Regions from separate parts of the Astyanax mexicanus genome. Here region 2 is linked to region 1. Evidence: chromatin contacts called from public Hi-C data. All regions are on one chromosome and are shown on one strand. The core of a region is the stretch at or near the end of the contact, and the rest is flanking DNA. Distances in the headings are between cores, read along the strand shown.

Region 1 (7,558 bases), core at 1,087-3,586:
ACGAGGGCGCTAGTGCTGCTGTTGGGGCCTGCTGCTGCTCCATCGACACACACACACACACACACTTACTGAGATATATACACACACACACACACACACACACATACAAGTGCTGCACTGGGGAAACCACCACTACTGAGTCCGTCCTGCTGGGTACAACCTAATAGCAAAGACATTTACGGTACTACTTCATGCTGCACCAACTGCTGACACAGACGTGCAAATGCACTCGTGCACACACACACACACACAGCTAAACACACACCATATTATTAAGTGCATCAACAGACATCTATTTTCTTACATAAGGCGCACTGGATTTTAAGGCACATTTTAAGGGGCTGGGTAACTAAGTTAAGTAAAGCTAAGCTAAGTAAACAAAACTGTAACAAAAAAAAAATACATTCTTTAAAATCCAACGAGTGCTGGATCAACTTTCATTTATTTACAGTAAGCTTAGATTCCCAAGGCTAGAGCATTAGCATTAGCTGGCTAACCGCTCCAGCAATGCTAGCCAGGGTTAGGAGCAGGATAAAGGCTGATAATACTCCTCTCTGAAAGGGGAACTAGTGAGCCCGGACAGCGAGTAATGCTAATGCTACTCCAGCAGCGCTTGCCAGGGTTAGGAGCAGGCTACATGCCCATAATAACCCCCTCTGAACAGGGAAACAGTGAACCCAGATTTCATGTTGAAACAATGAATGAGTATTTGGTCCAATACATCTGTAATACACTGTTCTTTCCAACCCAACTACTTTCAGAGGGAAAACCACAAATCTGGCAACCACACATGGAAGCTCAGAAACCAGTTCCCTGAAGCAGGGTCTGATGGCATCAGTTCTAGTCTAAAAGATTTGCTTCCTTGTTTCCACTAGTTGTACTGATGCTACAATGGCACAAAATGACCCTATCATTAAATTTCAAGACAGATGCTCAGCCCAAGTAGTTATCCACTTTGTTTGGGAAACAGCAAATCTGGCAACCGCATGGTGAAAAGAACCAACCACTCATTCACCAGTCCTCAGTAGTGGGGTCTGGCAGCATTGTTCCTAGAAGAATTCTGTACTTTGGAGATTTCAGCATGGAAACTTTACTAATCTATCATAAAAAAAGCCAGTCTAAATCCATTCCCCCATTGGTTCTACAATGTCGCAGACTGCTTGGACCGTAGTGATTGCCACTTGCAATGTAATTTGAGGATGATCAGTAGCAGTTATCCAATTTACTGGGGAAACCCGCAAATCTGGAAACCCCACAGGGAAAAGAACCAGCGAATGCAGAGAACAGTGAAAATAGCGCACTGTTTCTGGTTGCTGTGGTGAAGCTGTAGCTTAAAATCTGCTTAAACTGTTTACACAATCTAAATACAGACTCATTACTGATTTCAGACTGTTAGGCAGTTACACTACAATGGATTTTCTCAAGCTTACTGCTCCCTTTATTTACTTGTGTGTTTGTTTTGTGACAGTAATGATACAAATACACACATTTCTATTTGCAGAAAATGAAAAAAAAAATAGCTGAATTAACAACAAAGATGAAGAGCTTTCAGACCTCAAATTATAATAATATAAAAAAAGTTTAATATTCAGAAATCAGTATTTGGTGGAATAACCCTGGTTTCTAATCACAGGTTTCTCGTATCTTGGCATGTTCTCCTCCACCAGTCTTACACACTGCTTTTGGATAACTTTATGCCACTCCTGGTGCAAAAGCAGTTCAGTTTGGTTTGATGGCTTGTGATCATCCATCTTTCTCTTGATTATATTCCAGTGGTTTTCAATTTGATAAAATCATGGGAAAACAATCATTACGTGGTCTCTTATTTCTTTTCCAGAGCTGTATGTGTTGTCTGTACTTATTTATGTTTTGCTATGTTGAATTGTACACCTTACATACCTTCATACATACTTTATTCATGTTTACCTGCTTCTGTTATAATATTACCTAGAAATTTACAGTGAACACTCGTGCAGATAAAAGCTATTAATTAATTAAGCAATAAACAGAACTTTTTATTTACTAAATGTATTGCAATGCTGCTCCAAATGACAACACAAATATCAAGGTTCCATCATAAGAACTGAAGAGCCAGAACTAGCAATGCAATGCCCTTCTCTCGCTCGTATCTGAATGAGAAGCATATGGTCTTTACAAGGCCTCGGATGCCAGAGGGAAGCGTATCAGTCTCAGCCAATGGCCTGGGCTCTGGAGTGTCTCTCCCTCTTTCTCTCTCTCTCTCAGACACACACACACTCAGCAAATCATCTTCATTCCCTACCCAGCTAAAGAGATAACAGCCTGCGAGGCTATCAAAACAGTGCCCTCCATTCGCCTTTCCTGCGGTCCTGCAGGGACAGTTAGTGCAACGGCATTCACTCCAACATGCCCTCACACACACACACTCTTCACCAATGCCCATCTACACACACACACACACACACTTCATTTAGAGATGTAATTGCTTGTCTCCACCACTTGGGGGCACTGTTGACAAAGCAAACATCCCTTTATCATTCAGTAACTGAATGTTACCAAAAAGAAAGTGGCCGAAAGTTTGTGGACACCTGCGCGTCGAAATCTGTTTCTCTTACAGCCAAACATTTATTTTAGAATACACTGTTGTGAGCATGCATATAAACTGCAAACAAACACAATTAAACTTAATACAATGAATAGTAAATTAAACACAACACAAACTGCTTTTAAGAATATTACTATTATCAAAATATCAAAAAAAAATTATTGTGTCAAAATTTGCATTGTTAATCGCTTAAAAAAATTAATCAGATTAAAAACAACAATATTCTGTGATGAACTGTGAATCATCTCATTTGTTCTTTTTAGGACGCAAGTTTTTATAGTGGATATTTAAATATAAATGAAAGAATGAATTATAAGAAATGTAAAATGCAATTACATTCATATTAGTGCTGTCAATTTAAAAATTACTAGCATATACTTTATTGTATGTTTGAGGGGAGATAAAGTCAATGTAGGGCGCCGAAATAAAGAATGCATGATACATTGGATAAATTAAACTTTTTTTTTTTTTTTTTACTTTATTGGAAACATTTCAGCTTGATTGTAGAGATTTCTGAAATAGAACTTTATTTTTGCTGAGCATAAAAGAGCGTTTTCACACCTGTAGTTGTGAAAGTTTCTATGGTCCGGAACAGCTGATGAGTTTCTTTTACTTGAAGCTTTTCTCCCTTTGTTTGGTTTGGTTTGGGTTCACACAGGCATAAACCTAAATGCATCTGATTGCACACCAATTAACCACGTGAGCTCATTGTCTCCTCTGATTGGTCAGAGCTGTCTGGTGAGTAAGAGTAAGAAAGTAAATATAGTGAGAAGATTCTGTGCAGTGTGAAGCTGCTGTGCTTTCAAATGCAGTGTTTTCAATGGGATGTGCAGTGCAGACATGAGCAGTGAACACAGCACAGACTGTGCTCAGTGTGTAAACAGCATGGAGCAGCAGAGACAGCCTTTGTTCATAGCAGTATTTTATCTGGCTTATATATAAGATTAAATAGCACCTTATCAGCAGCTTAGCTCAATCAAACCTATAAAAGTATAATTGATAGCTGGTCGGTCGAGACCAGATCACAACTTCCTCAGGGCAGATTACTGCAGGAGTTGGGGTAAAACTTGGAGGCGTAATTAATTGCGTTATAAAAATAATAACATGTTTCTGATTCTAAATTAATCATGTGCATTAAAGCTATGTCACTGACAGCTCTAGTGAAGATCCATTTAGTGATATTATTGTGTATGATACAACATGGCACACCTAGACATATAGACAGACTCTCTCTCTCTCTCTCTCTCTCTTTCTCTCTCTCTCTCTCTAACCTCTTGCCCCTCAGACAAGCTCTCCAGCTGTAGAGCATCATGATCTTTATACCACATTCATCTGCATACGACCAACGTACGAGTCCCCTGTCCGTGAGCAGGAGGCGGGCTATGACTCAGCTGTGTACACACACACACACACACACACACACACACACACACACACACACACGTTGGTCTTAAACACAAAAGCTACTTTCTTTTCTATGAAATCCAGAGTTAAATCAAGCATTAACAGCAGGTGTGGACTCTAGTAGCGTATATGAACCAAACTGTTAAAACAGGCGACGCACTGATCCCACTTTTTGCTCATATACTTCATGTTTAAACTCAAAAACTGGCCTAACGTTTAACGCAGCAAGCTGTTCCACTCTATCTGGTCTGTAGAGATTGCAGTCGTTTAACAGCATTATCCGATCAGCCACCCCTCAATATCCAGCTGAAAGAACAATACCACATTATCTTTTTTCCAATACCAACACCAATATTTAAAGATCAGACATCAGGCACCACTGAACGTATTAAGAGAATGTCTTTTTTTTTTTTTTTTTTTTTTTAAGACCGTTATCTACAAAAGTTTAATTGGACAAAATATCCACAGCATATAGACACCAATTTTATATACACAGCTCAAAAATGTGACATCAAAAGAGAACACTTCAGTTTCTCCAGAGCTGTATATAGAAAATTACAGAAAATGAGAAATGGTTGAAATAACAAAAAAAAGATGCAGAGCTTTTAGATCTCAAATAAAGCAAAGAAAACAAGTTCATATTCATAAAGTTTTAAAAGTTCAGAAATCAATATTTGGTGGTTTTTAATCACAGTTTTCATGCATCTTGGCATCATGTTCTCCTCCACCAGTCTTACACACTGCTTTTGGATAACTTTATGCTGCTTTACTCCTGGTGCAACAATTCAAGCAGTTCAGCTTGGTTTGATGATCAGCTTGTGCTTATCCATCTTCCTTTTGATTATATTTCAATTAGGTACAATCAAAGAAACTACATTTTTCCCAGAGCTGTAAATATTGAAACATGTGGACTTTAAACTCCTTAAGACTCTTAATTAGACTTTCTGAAGTTTCTGCGTCATTACTCCACATGGTGGCGCTAATTAAATGAAGTTAAATGGAGTAAACCTGCGCTGAAGAATATAAGTAGTTTGATTCAGTAAAACTGACACCACCAAGTCCATAATTCCTGAAGTAGGTTGTGAAAACTCAGTCCTGATCCTTAGGAGCTTTTCCACAGTTTTCCCGCCTCCTCACTTAGTATACAATAGAAGATGTACAGCCAATAGCCAGGAACCTATAGGCAGAACCTGTCATTAATCTGCATTTTCTGAAGAAGCAATGAATAAGAAAGTGTCCCAACACTTTTGCCCAAAGAGAGAGTGAGTGTATGTGTGACTTTGAATTTTTTTGGAATCCAAAGTAGAAATGGAACAATCTGATGGACAGCTGTACAGAGCCTGAACTGTACTGAGTCTGTGTGTATGTGTGTGAGTGTGTGTGTTCACGCTTCGTGGTGTGTGTTTGAGTGTGTTTCAGAGTCGGATGAGGAAGGTGTTTGGTTCAGATTTAGCTGTGACCTGTCTGTGACCTCTCTGAACCCTGTGGGTTCTGACGTTCCACTCACTGTCCCAGAAACCACACGCAGAACAGGAGCACCGCACTGTTCCCTCTCTATCTATCTCTCTCTAAAAGAGGGAGAGAGAGAGAGAGAGTGTGTGTGTGTGTGTGTGTGTGTGTGTGTGTGTGTGTGTGTTCTGGCTGCCTGCCTCTCTCTGAGTGTGTGACAGAGGAGTGGGGGTGCAGCGGGATTAGAGAAGTGAGGAGATGCTCAAGGCCTGTTTAACTCACAGCAGCACTGAGGTCATGACTGTTCATTACACCTCATCTCTCTCACTAACACACACACACACACACTTGGGCTGGACGACATATCGTTTAAAGCATCGTCATCACGATGTGCGCATGCGCATACAGTCACATCACAGGACGTGCAATGTCACTTAAGGCAATTTTTAACCCAACACATCATGTTGTAAAGTTTTGATTCTTGAAATAAGAAGTAGATACACAGCGCTGTCTCTGTGTCTGTGTGAGTGACAGACTGCTGCTGCCTGAGAAGCTCAAAAAGGAGTGCATGCAGAAGTAAACACGAAGTAACACGAGGCATGGCCTCAATCCACATGGTTGAACACATGCTTGTAAACGTGAGCACGTTTCGAAAGCTGTGCACCTCAGTCCAGCACAGTTTTGCAGCGCAGATATTTCCAGTTACAGCTGAATTCACACTTTTAATCCCTTTTAAAAAGCATTTAAATGCCTGATTAAAGGGTCGTTTACTGTTGTTTTGCTGTTCTGTTTTCTTAAGGGTTTGAATGCTCGGCGCTGACTCAGCTATTGACTATCGCAATATTTATAGTCGAAAAAAGAACATTTGCACACACACACCACCCCCCCATCCCTCAGTTTTCCTTTCCTTTCTCCTTTCTTCTCTTCATATTTTCCATCATCTAACCAAGCTCTCCCACTCCATCTTCTCCATCTCTCTCCCCATCATCTCACCTTCTTCTTCTTCATACCTTCCTCGCTCGCCCCACGCGACACGCGCTCAGCCTCATCTCCATATTCATAAGCTCAGGCCGACTCTCTCTGGAAGCAAATGCCAAAAGAACCGAATCTCCCCTGGCTGGTGGGCAGATGTATTAATAGCATTTGCCTGTGTGTATTTCTCTGTGCGTGTGTGTATATGTGTGTGTGTGTGTGTGTGTGTGGCAGAGGAGGTGCGTAGCTTCATCCACCGCCACAATGGAGAAGCAGACTTGTGCAGTTCGATTGCGTGTGTTCGCAGCAATACCCCCGCCCCCCCCACCTCACCTCTAGCTTATCACCAGCGCAGCCAAATGCCAGACCTGTCCGTCACAGAGCGGCAGTCAGGGGTTCTTTGTCATAAAAGTCAATACAACTTTCCTAGACATGGATTAATCCTAGTCTTGGACTAGACCTATTTTAAATGGAGATTCTCCATTAAAAGAAAAATATCAAGCTTTTTCATAGACTATACCTAACTTTCAATGAACGGAGGATCTCCACTCAACATGCTGTGTATTCGAAGGCTAAAAGCACAATTTATAATTTATACTTCTTTTTTTTTTTTTTTTTTTATACTTTCACCGAACCGACACCATAGTCTACGCGTATCCTACGCTGAGGCTCTGAACACCAAACAAATTATATATATATATATATATATATATATGTTGTACAGGTAAACCTAGATTTTAACCATTTCTTTGTCATATGTAATTTAATTTTTAGTAGGGGCGAAAAAAAATTGTATTTTGTATTTTGTACATTGAAAATCAGATTTTTTGTAATAAAAATAAAAATAAATAAACAAATAATTAGATATACCCAGCAATACTTATACCGCAGTGGCTGTTCAGTTGTACTACAAATCTCATAAGCACACCGCATCCAGAAAACTTTAGCTGTAAGCGATTGTAGTCTTGTTTGTCACCTACCTCTAGTCCTTCTCTCTCTCTCTCTCTCTCTCTCTCCCTCTCCCTCTCCCTCTTCTTTTTTCTTGTCTCTTACCCTCTGGCGGTCTGGAGCAGAGAGTGTGACTCTCATTCACTATTTCTTTATATCTTTTTCTTTATTCTTTCTCTTTTGCCATTCACATTTTTGGAT
Region 2 (6,608 bases), core at 190-2,689, 120 kb after region 1:
CAATCTTTAAGTGGGATCTTTAAATCCTTTGGATTTTTTCAAGAGTAAACCATTAACATATATAAGCAATTTAACTATTAAAAAAATACTTATTGACATATTTTATTGACACACCCAGACAATGTATCGGACTGTAGTGTACGTGTTAAAACAAATCATGTTAAAACAAGCATGTTAAAAGTGTGCTGTTGAAAATATTGGAAATATAAGCTTACTGTAAATAAATGGAAGCGCTTTACTCACCCAAATAAACAGTTTTCTGGAGAGATATTTGTGTAGATTAACATCCAGCACTCGTTTGACTTAAATCCTAACCGGACGGGATTAGTTTCTCAGGGAGCCATCTGAGAACAATATTTCACACTCCTACTCAGTGATAAAACTCTTGCATCTGAACTGGTGAGTTTTTCGGCTTTCTTGGTCACATGACATCACATTCAGTAGGAAATAGTAAGGAAACGCGCACCCAAAGTGTTATTACTATGCAAAGCAGTGGACAAAAAGCAATTTTATTAAATGTGAGGAGATGAAACTCAGAGATGTGCGTCTAGACGGGACTAAAATTTTAACTAAAATCACGGAGGACCCCCCCATAAAAGAGAAAATTACCCAAGGACCCCCTGAGTAACTAATCCTGTCCAGATAGGGCTTCAGAAAAATATATATATATTTTTTTTTACCATAGCCTTATGATACGATGCACATAACTGTATATAAATGTATGGTGCGTTTTGTGGTTTTGTGGTTATTTTTTGTACACATGACTCACACTGAAACTACCAGAGGAGGTGAATTTGAGTCATTCATATTTGAATAAGTTATAAATGCACGCTAAAACTATTAGCATGCACAGGCCTACTAGACATGGGGCACTGGCAGACAGCATGATGAAGTAAAAAAAAAAAATATATATATATATATATATATATATACTGTTGGGTGCAGAAAGCAGCATGTTAAACTCTGGAGGGAAGTTTTAAAGCTAAAGAAAAACTTGCGAGGAGTGGGATTGCGATGGTAGTTTAATAGTTTTGGTGCATCAGTGGGAAAATAAGAGTTATAAATGTATGTTCTGCACACGGTACTTGATTAGATGGTGTTTATTTAGAATAAACAGTTGATTTATATGTGTTTGCGCCTGTGCACGCTTAAAAATCCTACTTATCTAATTTGAAATGTACTAATTTCTTATTCCCGCGGAGGGAGGGCGAGCCGCTGACTTGAACAGCTGCTTCATGACCCAAAAAACTGTCAGTCTTTCCCTGGAATAAATTGTGGAGTGGTCCATGTTGGCGGCGGGGAGGAGCGGACTGCGGGAAGAGCAGCTCCGGACACATCTGAACAATATCTGCGCGAGTTTTCAGCTCAGTTCGTATTTAAAACAAATTCTAAAACGATTTAATGCGATTAAAACACGAAAATCACACGTTTAACGCCTTAAATCTGAGCCAAACGCACGCGGCTCCCCCCGCCGCCCGGAGCCCGTGTGCAGGCGGCCCTGTAGTAGAATCAATTCACAGAGTGGGGAGCTTGAAACCGGCGGGCGGCTCGCGCTTGTTGTGAGCTGAGTTTGGGGGAGAGAAGTGTTGAGCACAGTTTGTGTTTCTGAGCTTCGCGAAAGTTTCTAACCCACTAAAAACAAGTTAAAACCTCCAAAATTACCCCAAATAAATCGATATAACCGCACAAAACCAACCCAGCCAGGTTAAAAACCCTCCACAGCCGAGCGGAACCGCCTGACAGGACCGAACCGAAGCAGCAGCAGCACGGACTCACCGTTTACTCCATAAGCTTCCCTGATAGCTCCTGAAAGAACATTAAATAAACGTTGTTTGTTGCATGCATTACATCATAATTTAATGTTTATAATGTAAATGCAATCCTAAAACAACATACTATGATAGCGAGAATATGGAATAAACGTTGAATGAACGTTTGTTGGTCGTATTAAATTAGTTAATGCTGTCCATTTCTAAAACGAATCACCGTGATAGGAAAAAAACATTAAATAAACGTTAAATAAACATTTGTTTGTCGTATTACATAATTTAATGTTAATAATGAAGAAAGGAATCATGAAACAACATATAGACAGTATTTTATATCAACTAACAAAACCTATCATGATAAATAAGTTAAATAAACGTTGTTTTTTTATTGCATTGGATCTTTTAATGTTAATAATTGAAACACAATCCTAAAACAACCTACACTCATAGCAAAGAACATTGAATTAACATTGAATAAACATTGTTTTTGCTTTCATTACATTATTTAATGTTAACAATGGCATTATACCATTTAATAAATGTTGAATAAACGTGTTTTTTCGGTTGAATCACATCTTTTATAGTTAATAATGGAAAAAAAACAACAACCCTAGAACACTCAAAATGAGTTTCTCTGATGTTACTATTTATTGGTATATGTTTGAGTTAAATGAACAATGCTGTTTTGTTCTATAAACTACAAACAACATTTTCCCCAAATTTCAACTAAAAATGATGAGATTTAGAGTATTTATCGGCAGTTCTGCTTGGTTCGATGGCTTGTGACCATCCATCGTTTTCTTATTGACTATATTCCAGAATATTCGGGAGAAATGTTATCAGTAGTTCGTGGAATAAAACAACTATGTTTATGTTACTCAGACATTTTTCTGTCTGTGTGCATTTTCACATCTTTGTCAACAGCCAGTCAGTGAATTTGGTGAATTTATTATACCAACATTACAGTAAATAGTGTATTTAAAGCACTAAAACCATTAGCCTCTCTTTGGCTGCTGCTCTGTGTGTGGTTGATACACTTATGGCTGGTCCATTTCTTCCAGATCAGGATACCGGACGGGTCACAGTTCCCCAAGCCCTGGCATCAGCCCTGAGCTCTGAGATCCTCCCAGCTCCCCAAACGAGGTTCAGTAGCTCCCTCTGTGTGAGGAAAAGAGCAACAACACACACCACCAACATCTGATCATCACTGTAATGTTCTTATCTTATAAAGAACAGTATTGATCTTAAAAATCCAGTGAAAGAGAAATTAATACTACAAGATACTCAACAATACATTACTTTAAACTACCAAGAGCCAAAACCAATTACCAAAACCAATGTGTCAAACACTCATTTACAGAGCCTTTAAAGAGTGGAACTGCATTGCCTGATCCACTACTCAACACTAATAGCAAAACCAGAGGTTTAACAAAGTACCTTTACTTTGTTAAAATTCTACTCAAGGAAAAGTAAAAGTACCCATCTAAAAATCTACTCGAGTAAAAGTAAAAAAGTACTCAATTTAAAATGTACTTTGAGTAAAAGTTACATAGTTACTTTTAATTATTTGATGTAAAAAAGTAAAAAAACAAATCATAAATACTTTTTTAAAAGTTTTTAATAAACTATTATTCCACATAATAATCTGGACCTTTCAGGCAGTATTTTTTCAGACCACTCCATAAAACATTTTCAAGAACAAGTGGCATAGGTTACTAAATGATCAATTTTTTTTTCTTTACTATTAAATGTTTATGGTCATATAGGTGACTATAAACTGTATTTTTATAGTTTTACAGGTCATTATTATTTTTACCTTGCCATTGCTATGCTTTAACTGCTATTTACATGTTTTTTTTAAATATATTTAAGCAGATTGTTTAATGATAAAAGTACTTACACCACATACTTTATCTAAAGATCATGGACGGTACATTAATGTTTGTGTACTTGCAGAATGGGGGCTATATAAGGAATGAATTTAAAATAGTAATTAACAGTCATAGCAGTCATTTTCTTAAACAAATTCTTAATCCTACAATCATTATTCTGTGTATGTATTTTGTATGAATTTGTGTACATCTATACACTCTATACAGCTATATGTTGTACTTGTCTTTCTTTTTGTTTTAATTGCTTACTGTTTTGTTTATTTATTCATTCATTTGTAAAGAACTTTTATTTTTTTCACGCCCTCGCTACGTTTTCCTGTGTTTTCCCCATTTCCTAGTGTGTTTCTCCAGTAGTTTTCCGTCACGTGTGTGTAATTTGTAGCTCCGCCCCTCGTTACCTGTCTCCCCAGGTGTTCATTGTTTCTTGTTCTTCGTTTAGTTTGTATTATTTGTTTATATCTCTTGTTTGTTACTATTTACGTATTTATCCTTGTACATATTCCCTAGCCCTGTTTAGTTATTATCTGTTTTACGCTACTCCCTGTTTCTTTGTTTATGTATATATATTTATTCGTTATTTCCCTGTTTGTTTATTTGTTTATTTGCTATTTATTAAAGTCTTGTTCTTACCCGCATATAAGTCCGCCTCCCGTCTGCTCTGCTTCACCCACCTTCTGCTTCCCGCTTGTTACAATTTTGTTATGTGCATTTAACTATGACGTGTGATTTATATATGTATAAGACGTCAGATCTCAGCTAATTTTTATCCAAATAAAACAATAAAACAATCTAGAAGTTGATCCTCTGTGGAGTCTTTAATAATTGCAGTGTTTAGTTCAGTCTTTCTCACTGTGTAAAGCTTATGGTTAAGATTTACTTTCTTTTAAAAAAAAAACAAGTACACCAGAATCTCTTTAATACCATTATTTATTTTCTCAAAAAGACTGAATTTTATTGCTTTCCCAAAAAATATGTGTATAATTAGTCGCTGTATTTGCACACATCCTCCCACATGATTAGTGTCACCCAATTTGTTTCCTCATTATTTCAGGTGTTATGAAATATCTTTAAAGAAATTTAAAGATGATTTTCTTTTTTATTTTCACTTAATACAAACATTAATCCAAGTAATTTAAAGTGGACTATGCACTAGATTTCATTACAGTGGTCTTGATATGCCAATCGCTATTCCCTTTAAGAGGCAGGTGAGCTCTGACTTCGGCGCGTTCGTATCTTAACAGTACAGTGCTTTTGTGCGTCTCAGCTGAGACAGATACTAACCTCATCGTTCCCGCTGTGAAGATACACCAGCAGCTTATTTAAGGGAGCAACAATGTTATTTTATTTTTTATTCTGTTTATTGTTGAGTTAAAAGCTGGATTTGCATCCATATGTGTGTGTGTGTGTGTGTGTGTGTGTAAGAAGTGGGGGTGTACATGTGCTGAGGGCTCACAGTGTGCACAACGCTCCTGCATTGCTATGGTAGGACTGGATGGCTGACTGTTGATTGTTGTCAGGGTTTTAATTAGTCAGTGGCGCACCTGTATTTCCCACCGCCAAGATAGAAACACACCAGATATTTACCAGAACACACCTCACTTCCAGACCACTGCGCCAATTAGTGTAGATACATATTCATAAACTCAGTCACTATTTTAATGTCGCAGGAAGATAGCAAAGAGCATTGAGTCACGCCTCAAGCCTCAAATGTCCTTTAATGTGTTTAAAAATGTTGGGAAAAAAAGTGTGTGGCACATTTTTTTTTTGTTAAACCCAAAAATATCTATATCACAGCCCACCATCTGTGAATAATAGTGCAGCTGCATGTTGCACGCACTTTCTGCAGACATTCTATGGATTGTACATCACCCACCCAGGCTGTTTTGGATGTGAAATGCAGTCTGTATTGTGCTTTATAGCAGCTGCTGATAAGATGTTCGCAATATTGTGGCTATTTCTATCTTTGTCATGGTGGAGTGTGTCATTTCCGGTACGAGACATCTAGAAGAGCTTAACAATCAGGGCAGGCTATTACTAGAACCCCCGACCTCACTTCCCTCCACCCCTCTCTCTCTCTCTATCTATTTCTCTCTTTATCTCAGTGTCTCTTGACCACAGTGCTCACATGTTGGAATATATAAGTGTTGAAGGGCCCCTCTACTCAACCCAGGACCCCACCGGACCTGATCCGAGACGTTCAAAAGTACAGACAGACAGAAGCGAGGCGGCTGAATGCCGGAATGGCGGCTCGCCGTCACGAACAGGCTGGTGTGTGTTCTTGTGTGTGAGAGGGAGAGAACCGGCACCGGTGCGTCATGTCTTCGGCCTGTGAGTCATCAACTAAAGCTCAACAATGAGCAGCCCCCCCCATCCCATACCAACCCCCCACCCCTTAGCTACCAATCACATATCACAGCTTGACGCAAACTGCAAGGAGCCTTCGGGCCCTTTTAACACACGCGTCACCCATCCTCTGACTGTATGTGTGTGTGTGTGCGTGCACGTGAGTGAGCAAGAAAGACAACGTGCTCATTAAACACACGTTCAAGAATATGTCCATTACTGGTCACAAGTGTTAGAACAACTCCTTTTTTTTTTTTTTAGTAGTCCACAAGCAATGCTGCAACACCCCGGATGCTGAGTATAATACGCAGGCCAAAAGTTTGGACACACCTTCTCTTTTTCAATGCGTTTTCTTTATTATTTTCATGACTATTCACATTGTAGATTCTCACTGAAGGCATCAAAACTATGAATGAACACATGTGGAGTTTTATGTACTTAACAAAAAAATGAGCTGAACCTCCACAGTCACCGGACCTGAACCCAATCCAGATTTGAGGTTTGGGGTGAGCTGGAGCTTCACAGAGTGAAGAAGACAAAGGAGCAACAAGTGCTAATAAACACCTCTGGGAACTCCTTCCGTCCTTCAAGACTGCTGGAAAAC

What was found. A called contact is a pair of places that touch in the nucleus more often than the background predicts.
Region 2: a contact with region 1 is called in a Hi-C map of muscle, with 14 times the contacts expected there. The contact joins two enhancer-like sites. A contact is called at or near these places in 2 of 3 Hi-C or Micro-C datasets (blood and muscle).

What each region holds. Positions count from the first base shown.
Region 1 is chr8:54,504,820-54,512,377 of AstMex3_surface, forward strand. All of the region lies in intron 5 of zgc:110158 (LisH and SSDP domain-containing protein), which reads right to left. Among protein-coding and RNA genes, the nearest start is that of znf622, 27 kb to the left of the region's middle. Within about 2 kb of position 2,337, the one cell type or tissue checked has an H3K27ac peak away from gene starts, as active enhancers do.
Region 2 is chr8:54,624,147-54,630,754 of AstMex3_surface, forward strand. No RefSeq gene overlaps it. Among protein-coding and RNA genes, the nearest start is that of zgc:110158, 28 kb to the left of the region's middle. Within about 2 kb of position 1,440, the one cell type or tissue checked has an H3K27ac peak away from gene starts, as active enhancers do.